Linked DNA regions of Mus musculus: region 2 is linked to region 1. The links are chromatin contacts, called in public capture Hi-C maps. All regions are on one chromosome and are shown on one strand. Each heading gives the region's core, a stretch centred on a gene start, on an enhancer-like site or on the middle of the called end of the contact. The rest is flanking DNA. Distances are from core to core; before and after follow the strand shown.

Evidence for each region. Capture Hi-C pulls out chosen DNA fragments and counts their contacts.
Region 2: a capture Hi-C map of embryonic stem cells shows a contact between it and region 1, with 3 times the contacts expected there. The contact joins two enhancer-like sites. A contact is called at or near these places in 8 of 39 promoter capture datasets (the 3T3-L1 cell line, 3T3-L1-derived adipocytes, the HPC-7 cell line and 4 more), 3 of 484 Hi-C or Micro-C datasets (the G1E-ER4 cell line, Th1 cells and embryonic stem cells) and 2 of 9 other capture datasets (embryonic stem cells and pancreatic islet).

What each region holds. Positions count from the first base shown.
Region 1 is chr16:14,193,139-14,195,654 of GRCm38.p6, reverse strand. Myh11 (myosin, heavy polypeptide 11, smooth muscle) reads left to right here. Exons shown (of 41, transcript NM_001161775.1): 41 at 471-1,128. The coding sequence ends at 603. Among named protein-coding and RNA genes, the nearest start is that of Nde1, 31 kb to the right of the region's middle. Within about 2 kb of position 1,259, at least 17 of the 459 cell types and tissues checked have an H3K27ac peak or open chromatin away from gene starts, as enhancers often do. A contact at or near this core is called in embryonic stem cells, where this site is marked.
Region 2 is chr16:14,399,651-14,402,166 of GRCm38.p6, reverse strand. All of the region lies in intron 5 of Abcc1 (ATP-binding cassette, sub-family C (CFTR/MRP), member 1), which reads right to left. Among named protein-coding and RNA genes, the nearest start is that of Abcc1, 39 kb to the right of the region's middle. Within about 2 kb of position 1,261, at least 3 of the 459 cell types and tissues checked have an H3K27ac peak or open chromatin away from gene starts, as enhancers often do. A contact at or near this core is called in embryonic stem cells, where this site is marked.

The DNA.
Region 1 (2,516 bases), core at 10-2,509:
ACCATCTCTCTACCATGGGGGAATCTCAGAGCAGGAAGCTACACACCAGCAGATGGCGCTGTGTCACCCTTCAACTAAAGCTTGTACTCTGAGAAACTCTCCCTCTCCACTTTGAAAACCTAAAATCATGCCTTTTTTTTATTCCTGTGGGAAATTATAGATAAAACAGCACTAGGCCTGCTGTTTTATCTATAATTTTACAACCTTCTACCTGATGACACCAGGCCTGTGCGCTACCCTACACCTGTTTTGGCCTTTTTCTTTTCCCAACCCAACACAAGACCAGAATCCTATTTTAATATTTTAAAACCAATAATCCCATGCCAAATGAATAGATAGGACTCACCCTGAATTTGTTTGTGACTCGTTCATGTTGAGTGTGTGTTTGATCTCACCTTGATCTTGCCTCTTCCAATCACTGGGAGATTTTCTTACTAAAGACAAGTGTATTTTCTGTTTCAAACCCATAGGAGAGGAAACGAGGCTTCATTTGTTCCTTCCAGAAGGGCTGGGGGCCGTAGAGTTATTGAAAACACAGATGGTTCTGAAGAAGAAATGGACGCTCGGGACTCAGACTTCAATGGAACCAAAGCCAGTGAATAAATTCAGGATTGGACACCATGTCAGGGAAAACAGAACACTAAACGACAGCAGAGCCCAGCAGACTGCTTAGCACTTGTGTCCATTCGTTCTCAAGTCACAGAAATCACTCCACCCCTCACCAGGAGTCAACCACAGCCCTGCACAAAGGGTGTGAATTCAAGTTCTTAGATGGGCTATCAGAGAAAAATCCAAATAAGACGTACAGGTCAGGAGCCACAGTCACCAGCAACTTTGTTTACATGAAATGAGGAAGTTACATGAATGGGTGCCACAGCCCCCAACCCACTCCCAACCTTTCCCTGACCTGCCTGACCTTCCAGTTTGGGAGGAAATCCCGTTTGAAAATTCCCTTCCCTTTCCTGCCTGCCACACCTCAGACACACAGTTCACTTCGCCCAAGTGACTTTTTTAGTCATCTGAATTAAAAAAAGAAACACTGCTCCCAGAGCGAGCGGAGCAGAGCAATCACACTTATTTGCACCCATGGTCACTTTCACTAATAAAAGGTTGTAAGTCACGAGAAAGGAGTTGGCTCTTCTGTCCAGCTGTTGTCTTGGCAACTCGTTTAATCCTCTCAGTGATCCCACTACAAGAAAGTGTACACGAAGCCCAAATGAATTCTGTGTTTAGAACTGGGCCCTGTGTCCAAGCTGCACAAAGATCGCAGCATCCCCCAAACACAAAGTCCATGGTACTTCTGGACCCAAGCCTTTTGAGGGCAGCACATTCAACCAATATTTTAAGTACAAAGTTTCTTTCATCTGTTTAAATTGCAATACAGTATTTTGGCCTAGCAGAGGGGGTCAGCAGGACACCTCTATTAAGGCCAGACATGCAGTATTTAGGACTGCTGCTCACTACCCACAGTGCAGGCCTGATGACCTGAGTTTGATCCTTGGAATTCACATAAAGTTAGGTGTACTCTGACCACTACATGAGTGTTGGGGCATATACTCTCTCACGCACAAATAATGGACTTAAATACTTCAGATTTGTAGACCACATCTGCCTCTATAACACATTCATCTTCAAACAAAATGCGCAAAACCATTAAAAACAAAACAAAAAGCAAAAACCACTTAGGGCATGGTGGCCCATGTCCATAATCCTTGGGCTTGGAAGGCTGAGGCAGGGCTGACCATAACTCCAAGGCTATCTCACCCTACCCCCAACAACCATTTAAGAAAAGTGTTCTTAGCATGAAAACCCTACAGAAGCAGGCCAGGGCCCTTTAATTCTCCAACTACAGTGCTTAAGGGAGACAGGGAGACATGCTTGGCAAAAGTTCTAGCCATGCAAACTTTCCTAAAGCCCGACTCAACAGATTTAAAAAAAAAAGATAGGAAATACTGAAAAGCTGAAAAGCCAATCAATCCCCTGCCGATTGCTGCTATAGCTGGAATGACTGACAAACATTTCCCTGACATCACTGCTGAAAAGCTGACTTCAATAGAGATTTTTACAAATCAGATTCAGTGTGCAAGGTGCTTGCTTTGCAAGTATGAGGCTTTGAGTTCAGAGCCACAAAACCCAAATAAAAGCTGGGCATGGCGGCACACTTCTGTAACCCCACCCTGGAGGAAAACCTAACCTAACGGTGGATACAGGCTTAAAACTAAAGTGGAAAGAAGACAGACAGCACCCTCATAAAGGCAGAGGGGAGGGAGGAGATGGGGGCTGTGAGATGGGGGGGCTTGTGGAAGGGTAACTGGGAAGTGGGATATCATGAGATGTAAATGAATGGAATAAAAAAGGGGGAGGAGACACTAAACATCAATCTCTGTGCATATGTGTGCAAACCTGTTTATTTACATACGCCACACATACAACTGTTTACTTACATACACCACGCATACAGTTGTTTACTTACATATACCACACATACAGTTGTTTACTTACATATACCACACATA
Region 2 (2,516 bases), core at 12-2,511, 210 kb before region 1:
AGAAAGAGAGAAAGGAAGAAAGAGAGAAAGAAAGAAAGAAAGAAAGAAAGAAAGAAAGAAAGAAAGAAAATGAATGAATGAATGAATGAATGAATGTTGGGTCTCTTATAGGCAACTCTAAGAGCTACAGAGATTTTGAGCCAGCTATCAAAAAATCTCTACCAGAGGCAGAAGGCCAGTTCAGTTCAACAGAAGGTGGGAAATTACCAGCACAGAGGTCAAGCACTTAACATGTGCACATTGAGATCTCAATTTCCAAGATGGCCTGTGTGAAGGAACAATTAACAGTTGAGAGAAGGCATTCGGAGAGCAGAAGAGACCGCCGATTCTAATCATGGGTTACCCATCCAGTCTGTTGATCCTATTTCATTCCCACCGTTCCAGAAGCAGCTGGTTTGGGGGGCAGAATCAGGGTATCAAAATTTGTTTCTGTCTGAAAACAAGCTACTGGGCAAGAAACAAACAAGGAAGGGCCAGAACACTATATTATACCCCAGAGCTACTAGTCCAAAGGGGAGTGGGCACGAGCAAAGCTCTAGAAGCAGTCAGAAGGGACCTTGGCTGGGAAAAGGGTGAGTTAGAAAAGCAGTGTACCAAAACACATCACACTATATGCCATACACAGATTTACATGGATAATAAAAAGACACTTAGCGACACAAGCCATTGTTCCGGTACACAGATTAAATGCAAAGAAATAAGAATTTCCTTTCCCTTTTCTAAACAAACCCCACACCAGGGCAGTCAGAGAGAAACTGCAGCTAATAAGCAAAGCAATAAGCCCGTCCAATGACGGGATGGCCCGTTTTGCAACTACAATGGCTTGCTGCAATATCTTATGACATGAAAAGAATTATGAGTGATACTGGGCCAAATAATGGCTCTATATTTTTTTAAACCCTTATCTCTTAAATATTAAGATATAAGAGTACTCTACTGTTTTTGAAACCTTTTGCAAACAAAACTGTCTCAAGATAAAAGTCACAAGCCAGCCATGACTTTCCACACTGCAAAACTAAAGCGAGGAAACTGCTGTGAGTTTATGGCCAGCCTGGCCTACACATGTCTTTTTGTTTTTACCTAAATGATTTTAAAAAGAGAAACAAAAAAACAGGGGTTAGAGGATGCCTGCCTAGAGTGCAGGAAGCTCTGGGTCCCATTAATAAAACTGGGTGCAGTAGCGCACACTTGCAATCCCAGCACTCTGGGAGCAGGAGGCAGGGGTCAGAGGTTCAAGGTCATCCTCAGCAGGTGAGTGACCACCAGCGCAGCAGAGACAGGAAATCCACTCTCAATAAAGCGGCAAGAAGAAAATCCATCTGCCTAGGCAATACATAGCAGAGTGTTGGCCCAGATGTCTTAGGGGTAAAATCTACAGTAGTAACTCACTAAGCCACAACTGAGTTCACATAAATGTTATGTCCTTGCTCTGGCTGTTTGGCCATCTGTGACAGCTTCCTTAGTGCCACCAACCTCCCTAAGTCCCATGTAGTCTCCTTTTAGCCCCAAGGGGTCCCCCAAAACACATCCAGATTGAAGGTAACACTATAGATGCTTTCATAGACTCTTACTACAATGAAATTAAACGTCCACAATACAGGGCTGGAGCTGGGACTGTTTGGTGGAAGCTAGCCTGGCATAACTTCATAAATCAAGCACAGTGGTGCATGCCTATAATCCCAGCACTCAGGAAGTGGAGAGTGCAGGATCAAAAATAGAAGGTCATTTCCACTACAAAAGGAGTTTGAGGTCAGCCTGGGCTATGTGAGAACTCGTCTCAAAGGAAAAAAAATCTCATTCATTCATATATATGTGTGTGTTGTACTCAGTTCGTAGTACCCTCCTCTGTTCCCTGCCCCGGGCCTTGTCACTTAATTCCTGGGATGAAGCCTTCTGATGGAGTCAAACAGAAGTATCCCAGAAAGTATCCATCACACATCTGGAACTTTGCACATATTACTTCTCCTAGGAACCCCTCCCATAAAATACACAAAGTGAACATATTCACAAAACTTCCTCCCGAGCAGCAGCCTTTCTCTTATTCCTATGACTCAGGAACCATTAGCCCTGACTGCCCATTCTGCAACACACACATACACACACACACACACACACACACACACACACACACACTCACACACACACACACACTCACACACTCACACTCTCACACACACACTCTCTCACACACACACACACACTCACACACACACACTCACACTCACACACACACTCACACACACACACACACTCACACTCACACACTCACACTCACACACACACACTCTCTCACACACACACACTCTCTCACACACACACACACACACACACACACACATTCACACACACACACCTTCCAGCTCACCTCAAGGACAGAGATCAAGTTCAAGGGCAGCCTGGGATCCCATCCCAGATCTCAGAAATGAAACAAAACTTACCAAGTGTGGCCTGCTAGGGCACACTTGTGATTCCGCACCGGGGAAATTGACACAAGAGGATGGTGACTCCAGAGCTAT